Linked DNA regions of Sus scrofa: region 1 is linked to region 2. The links are chromatin contacts, called in public HiChIP or PLAC-seq maps. All regions are on one chromosome and are shown on one strand. Each heading gives the region's core, a stretch centred on a gene start, on an enhancer-like site or on the middle of the called end of the contact. The rest is flanking DNA. Distances are from core to core; before and after follow the strand shown. Region 1 has its middle 77 kb from the start of MIR365-2. Region 2 overlaps COPRS (coordinator of PRMT5 and differentiation stimulator).

What was found. HiChIP or PLAC-seq counts read pairs in DNA pulled down with a chosen protein or histone mark.
Region 1: an H3K27ac HiChIP or PLAC-seq map of alveolar macrophages shows a contact between it and region 2. The contact joins two enhancer-like sites. A contact is called at or near these places in 1 of 47 Hi-C or Micro-C datasets (liver) and 1 of 2 datasets of contacts at active chromatin or transcription factors (alveolar macrophages).

What each region holds. Positions count from the first base shown.
Region 1 is chr12:43,246,063-43,249,706 of Sscrofa11.1, forward strand. No RefSeq gene overlaps it. Among named protein-coding and RNA genes, the nearest start is that of MIR365-2, 77 kb to the right of the region's middle. Within about 2 kb of position 1,264, at least 15 of the 83 cell types and tissues checked have an H3K27ac peak or open chromatin away from gene starts, as enhancers often do. A contact at or near this core is called in alveolar macrophages, where this site is marked.
Region 2 is chr12:43,097,294-43,101,211 of Sscrofa11.1, forward strand. It overlaps COPRS (coordinator of PRMT5 and differentiation stimulator), which reads left to right. Exons shown (of 4, transcript XM_003131747.4): 4 at 277-705. The coding sequence ends at 446. Among named protein-coding and RNA genes, the nearest start is that of COPRS, 8.1 kb to the left of the region's middle. Within about 2 kb of position 2,363, at least 5 of the 83 cell types and tissues checked have an H3K27ac peak or open chromatin away from gene starts, as enhancers often do. A contact at or near this core is called in alveolar macrophages, where this site is marked.

The DNA of each region.
Region 1 (3,644 bases), core at 14-2,513, 150 kb after region 2:
GCTTTGGTGCTTCCTTCATAGACCAAGGTTCTGGTCCATTCTGGGCTTCACGATCTCCCACGTCACAGAAGTCAGTAAGCAAAGCTGTGGAGCCGCCTGCCAAGGGGTCGAGGCCCAGAGCCTAGCCCCTGACCTCTTCTCTGACTGGATCCCAAGGATGCCAGGCCCTTTTTGGGGGGTGGGGGGTGTTGGGGAGGGGCGTCCTGCAGCACCAGAGCTGGGCTCTGACTGAGCCCAGCACAGCCAGCCCTGTGACCTGGCGACGTCTCCTGAATGGAGCTTGCACGTGTCACGCTCCTCTCCGAGTGTATCCTTTTCTGCTCGAGTCTGATAAATGTCCTTTTCTCGCATAAAAGGAAGTTGGAATTGTCACTTCCATTTTTAGCAGCTGAGGGGAGTCGGCTCACCGTGTCTGGGGTGAGGGACACGGGAGGGTGAGTCAGACACCAGAACCAGACCCTTAACTCCCAGCCGCTGAGCCGGGAATGACGGGAAGGCCCATGTTCTTTAAAAAAGAACCGTCTACCGCTCAAGTAATTGGGCCTGTCGGTCAGGACGTTGCCCAAAGGAGGGGGGCAACCTTCCAGGTGCTGTCAGCCGGGCTGGGCTACCCCCCCATCCCAGCATCCCCTGCACGGGACCCTCCATGGTCAGGTGCAACACCCCAGGGTCTGCTTTGGGGGGGAAAAGCATTGAACTTTGAGTCTGGAGATGTGGGCCCGAATCCCTGTGACTCCAAGTAGCTTCCTCAACCTCTCGGGGCCTCAGTTTCCACATCCGAAAAATGGGGAGGGTAACACCGACCCTCCTCCAACCCCCAAATTTTCTGGAAGGGTCCAGGGGAGATGACTGAAGTTAAAAGTTTTAAAAACCCTGGAGTTCCCTTAGTGGCTCAGTGGAAACAAATCCAACCAGGAACCATGAGGTTTCAGGTTTGATCCTGGCCTCGCTCAGTGGGTTAAGGATCTGGCGTGGCTGTGAGCTGGGGTGTAGGTCACAGAAGTGGTTCGGATGTGGCATGGCTGTGGTGTAGGCTGGCAGCTGTAGCTCCGATTCGACCTCTAGCCTGGGGACCTCCATATGCTGAGGGTGTGGCAGTAAAAACCAAAAAAAAAAAAAAAGCAAACAAACCTTGCAGAGTGTCTATGTATCAGATAATGGAACCAGAATCTAATGCATCTGTCACACAGCCAACATGAGGTCATGCTGGAAGGATGGGAGTGTCAGGGGACTGGGGAGAAATGCTGGCCAAGGGAGGGAAGGGCCGTGGGTCCAGAGCCCTGGGTCTGTCCTGCTCCCTGTGTTCTAGTTCAAGGCTCACCAGGCAGCCTCGAGTTGCTCATTTGCTTTGCTGTTGACCTTGGTCTGGGCCTCAGGACAGGAGCCCCCTCCTGGGTTTCGGGCAAAGTCACATGTTGGTTGTTTATCATTCATCTTAACTCAGCACCAGGTCTCAGCATCTTTTTACCAGTGAGAAAACAGAAGCTCAGAGATGCCAGGGGGCCTGCTCCAGGGCATGCTGCTGGGAAGCAGGGAGCCCGGGTCTGCCGTCCCCCTGTCCGCCACACCACACTTCCTGCCAGCAGCATGTCCTGGACCCTGGGAAGACCTGCCTCCACTGTAGGCTTCTGAATGGGCAGAGGAGACTTCACTCTGAGGTCTTGTTCCCCCTCCCCTCCTGCCAGCCTGAGCCCCGCCTCTACCCTCTGGCCACTTGAGAAAAATCAAGCTCCTGAATTTCCCAAGACCTTGAGCCACTGTGACTCACCAGCCCCGAAGGATCGGGCCCCTGAGCTCCACCTGTCACTCACAGACATTGCCTCACACGGATTGTCTTTCTTAACAGCTAGGAACCCCGCCAGCTGGGGGGTCAGGAGCCTGCCAACTCGGCCAGGGCTAGAGGGTGGAGGCAGCCATGCCCACGGCCCTGGGTTTGTGTAGCTGCCCTATGGGTAGGGTGACCAACTTGCCCCCGCTTTCCCAGGAAAGGCTTCAGTCCCAGGAAAATCTGGACACTTGTCCAAAACACAGGGTGCATTGATGGAGAAAGTGGTCAGGACAAGGGGTGGCTCCCCTGGCCCTGTAGGTTCACCCTCTGACCTGGACGCTTGGCACTGGCCACTCACCTTGCTCCAAAGAGCCATTAAAGAGCTCAGATGTGCAACCCTCAGGCGAGTCAGGCTCAGCAGGCACCCATGTGACAGGGTCCATGAGCTAAGGGAATAAGTGTTTGTTTTAGGGAACAGTAGGATTTTTTTTTTGTTTGTTTTTATCAGCTTTTTTTCCTTTTCAATGACTATCCACTCTGCCTCCTTGGCCAGTGCTCTGCCCTCCTGCCAGCCAGTGGCACCAAGAAGTTACACCTGGCTTGGTTCTTATAATCGCTGCACAGGTGCAGGGCTCGAGGGAGCTGCATGACTTCGGTTCTGCCCCTTCAGCCTCTGACACTCGGGAGATCGATGCGTGGGGTACTGAGGTCCAGGGTCAGGCCAAGGACTGGCCAGTGGGAGAAGTTTTTCTCACTGGCCACAGCTGGCAGCTCAGAGCCTGGACTTGGAAGAGAGCATGAAAGGCAGTTTGTTTCCTGGAGATGATGAGCAGCCTAGGAGCTGCGCACAGGGTCTGCCCAGGAGCTTCTGATGAAATGCTTGCTAGTTGCTTCAGGAGGCAGAACAATGGCCCACGAAGAGGTGCATCTCCTGATCCCCGCCCCCGTGACTGTGTTCCCGAAAGTCCTGCAAAGGACTTTGCAGGTGTCAGAAAGTTAAGGATCTCGTCGTGGGGAAATTATCCTGAATTATATGGGCCGGCTCAATGGCATCATGGGGGGTGGGTCCTTAAAAGAAGGAGACAAGACGTCAGAGAGAGGAGGCAGTGAGGTGACAACAGGGGCAAAGACGGGAGTGGTGCGGCCACATGCCAAGGTTAGTGCCAGTAGCCTCTAGAAGCGGGAGCAGTCATGGATTCCCCCTTGGCGCCTCCAGAAGGAACCAGTTCTGACAAATCCTTGATTTGAGCCCCCTGAGTCTCACATCCCACTTCTTTTTTTAATTAAAGTATAGTCGATTTACAATGTCATGTCAATTTCTGCTGTACAGCAAAGTAACCCAGTCATACATGTATATACGTTCCCCTTCTGATATTCTTTTCCATCGTGGTCTGTCCCAGGAGATCGGATAGGGTTCCCTGGGCTGCACAGCGGAACCTCACTGCTTGTCTACGCTAAATGTAATTGTTTGCATCTACTAACCCCAAACTCCTCATTCATTCTCCTTGGCAACCACAGGTCTGTTCTCCTCGTCTGTGAGTCTGTTTCTGCTCTGTCAGTAGGTTCATGTGTGCCCTCTTTTAGATTCCACATATAAGTGATATCATATGCTGTGTGTCTTTCTCTTTCTGACTCACTTCACTTAGTAGAGAATCTCTAGTTGCATCCATGTTGCTGCAAATGGCACTATTTCATTCTTTTTTTTTTTTCCATCTTTTCTAGGGCTGCTCCCGCAGCATATGGAGGTTCCCAGGCTAGGGGTCCAGTTGGAGCTGTAGCCGCCAGCCTATGCCACAGCCACAGCAACGTGGGATCCGAGCTGCGTCTGTGACCTACACCACAGCTCATGGCAACACCGGATCCTTAACCCACTGAG
Region 2 (3,918 bases), core at 1,113-3,612:
GGCAGCTGCAGACAGAAGTGCTGTGGTCACCAGTTGCTTCCTCTGCGCTGCTAAGACCCGTGTCTGAGAAGCGGGCTTGTGGGTGGCCTCAGAATGAAGGTGCTTACCGGTCTTCAGCAAAGGACTCTGTGTGTGTTGGCGTGTGTGTACGTGTGTGTGTTCATGCAGTGTGTGTTTAAGCAAAGAAAGTGTGGGCGTCTGTCCCCTAGACATTTTGGGCTCTCCCTTTTCACCCTCCCTCCTTTCCTTTAATCTGGCTTTTAAAACTGCCCACAGATGCCGACGACATCCAGGGTTGCCTTTCTCAAGAGGTCAGACCTTGGGTGTGCTGTGCCCCACAAGGAGACATGATCTATGACCCCAGTTGGCACCACCCGCCTCCACTGATACCCCATTATTCCAAGATGGTCTTTGAAACGGGACAGTTTGATGATGCCGAAGACTGAGGGTGCCGCCCTGGCCTGGTGGGCGGGCGGGCCTTCCAGGTCAAGGTCTCCTTCTTTTGAGGTGAGATGTCACATCCGAGGAGACATTCCCAGTGATCCCCAAGCTGGGCACACAGACTGGTGTTAAGTAAGGTCTGCCGCCCCCTGTTCTGTTGTTGTTGTTGTTGTTTTTAATGAGCTTCTCCCAGGTATGTGTGTGTACGTCTCTGTTGGGAGAGGAGTAGAAAACTTTATAAATAAAGGTAGGAAATGATCAATACGCTTTTGTCTACTTTTTTCTCCTCCTTTTAAATTAGATACTTTTTTTTTTTTTGCTATTTCTTTGGGCCGCTCCCGCGGCATATGGAGGTTCCCGGGCTAGGGGTCTAATCGGAATTGTAGCCACTAGCCTACGCCAGAGCCACAGCAATGCGGGATCCGAGCCGCGTCTGCAACCTACACCACAGCTCACGGCAACGCCGGATCCTTAACCCACTGAGCAAGGCCAGGGACCGAACCCACAACCTCATGGTTCCTAGTCGGATTCGTTAAGCACTGCGCCACAACGGGAACTCCTAAATTAGATACTTCTGACCAAAGGTGTACTTTCTTTTTTTTTAGGGCTGCACCTGTGGCATATGGAGGTTCCCAGGCTAGGGGGTCGAATGGGAGCTGTAGCTGCCAGCCTATGCCACAGCCGCCACAACCCCAGATCCAAGCCGCATCTGTGACCTATACCATAGCTCACAGCAACGCCAGATCCTTAACCCACGGATCGAGGCCAGGAATTGAACCTGCATCCTCATGGATACTAGTCAGATTCATTTCCACGGAGGCACAATGGGAACTCTCCAAACCTTACTTCTTCATTTAAAGCCCCTCCCTTACACGTTCAGGACTGAAGTACTTAGAGACGAAGCTACTCTACGAAAGGAAATGATTTTGTAGTTTTGCTTCTGTAGATCTGACCCCATTGACCAGAAGTTGGAACCCAAGAGGCACGGCTGACTTCACAGCTGATTTCTCTTTCTGTTGATGGAAAAGGGACCATTTGCTTATTAGTTAACAAGACTTTTCTGTAGGCTGGAAAACGAAATGGCAGTTAATTAAACCAGCGGTTGTATAACCCTCAATTGGCATGGAAGGATTTTACACTATTTTCCATTTAATTTTTTAAGCCCTGTAATTACTTACATAAGTCACTTAAAAACATTTTCTTTTACCTCATTTAGAGATGAGGAAAATAAGACTCTAAATGTTTCGGCCAAGATGACAACAGCCAGGAAACAGTGGAACTGTGACCTGAACCCGCAGACGTCTCTGAAGTCTGTTCCTGTGGGGGTGTGGGCGTGTGTGTGAACCTGGAGGCAGGTCCTGGGGTCCACACCTTGGCAGGTCTCTGGTGCACCAGACTAAGTCTCCTTTGCCTCTCTGGCAGGCCGAGGGATTGCCTCTTCCCTCCCCACCTCCTTACGGAAGCCAAATCAAGAAAAATTTCCCGTCTGAGGTCTGCATCCACTCCACAGCTGAATGAACAATTAATCCACTTATGTCAGAGGCCCCCCAGAGTGTGTGGATAAGGCAGAACCCTGTGAGGAGGGCAGTGGTTTGGGTTCCGAGGGCCCTCATGGCCAAGGTTGTCCTAGAGTGAAAAAAGCAGTCCCTTCCGCTGTCCTTGCTCGGGAGATGGTCGTAGAGCCTGTGAGCATAGCGCTCTTGGCACGGCTCCTGCTCACCAGCGCTCGTGGCTGGTGAGACCGTCATGCGTGTGTCTGGTGTGAAAAGGTGAACTCGAGAATCTGAGCCAAGAAACGTTGGAGGCTTGGGGAAGATGGCAGAGTCGCCAAAGAAAGGTGGCGTTCCTGACACGTCATGCGGGCCCACGTGTAAGCTGCCCTTCCGAGGCGGCTGAAACTGAGTAAAAGCAGAAGTCATGAGGTGGGAAGATGACATAGACGACAGGGGGAGGGAAGGCGGAAAGAGTAAGAACAGCACGTGTGGCATGAGTAACTGAGCAAAGGAAATTTACAAGCAGCTGCTGCTGCTGCTGTGGTCCACGGCACAGTGGCGAATTTGGACTCTCTCTTGCTTTTGAAAAGGTGTTCTTTGCAGTTCTTCCTGGTTCTTTTCCAGCAAAGTGAGTGGGAGAGAAATAGGGTCTGCTGGAGCCAGGATGTAGCAGTGTTCTCTTCAAGACCTTAGAATGGCTTTTACGGCTGAAAGGGGGGGGTGTCAGGAGGACAAGAATCGGTGGTGGGGGGTGGCTGGTCAGTTGTTCTGGTTTAGGTCTCATTCTGGTGGCCCTCAGAGGATGGGTCAAACAGAGCAGGATGTAGAAGGGTGACTCTCCAGGCTGCGATCATCGTTATCTCAAGGGAGTGAAGTGTAAGAAGCAAAAGTAGGCACGTGGAAAAATGCTTACGATCTAGTAACTGAAAATGAAGGCTTTCTAAAACTACTCTGATGCTATTGTCACCATAAAAAAAATTGCATATGTAAGTGATAAGGATTAATATGGACAAGTGGAAACCATTTGTTAAGAGGTGAAGGTTTGGGCAGTTTGCTTTTGCATATTTGTTATTTTAATGTAGAATTCGCAATGAGGTTTTTTTTTTTTTCTTTTTTTATCTTTTTTGCTATTTCTTGGGCCGCTCCCGAGGCATATGGAGGTTCCCAGGCTAGGGGTCTAATCGGAGCTGTAGCTACTGGCCTACGCCAGAGCCTCAGCAACGTGGGATCCGAGCCGCGTCTGCAACCTACACCACAGCTCACGGCAACGCCCGATCATTAACCCACTGAGCAAGGGCAGGGACTGAACCCACAACCTCATGGTTCCTAGTCGGATTCGTTAACCACTGCGCCACGACGGGAACTCCAGCAATGAGGTTTTTAAAGACATTATCCTAAAAGAGTTGCCTCCTCTGCCTAGTCTTTCCTTTTTTTTTTTTTTAATATTGTATAACTGGCTTATAAAGTTGTGTTCGTTTCAGGTGCAAAGTAAATCAGTTATACCCACACACACACATCCATTCCTTTTCATATTCTTTTCCCGTATAGGTTATTACACAGTATTGAGTAGATGACCCTGGTGGTTTTGGTTTGTCTGTGTTTTGGCCTTGCCTGTGCCATGTGGCCGGGGACTGAACCCACACCACAGCAGCAACCCAAGCTGCTGCAGGGACCATGCTGGATACTTGACCTGCTGAGCCTTTCGGGAACTCCTTTTTCTTTTTTTAAACCTTCCAAATTATTTATTATTCAAAACCACGTTTGGAGTATAGTCGATTCACAGTGTGTTTGAGGCATAGAGCAACCTGATTCTGTTACACATCCATCCTCTTTCAGCTCCTTTTCCCGTGTAGGTTTTTACGGAACATTGAGTCGAGTTCCCTGTGCTCTTCTTCCCTGGTCTTCCTGACACTCTTGCCTCCCTCTGTTGCCTCCCTGTTGGCCGAGGGGTCTCCCTCCCTCCGTAGGGTGAGAACTTTTGGAA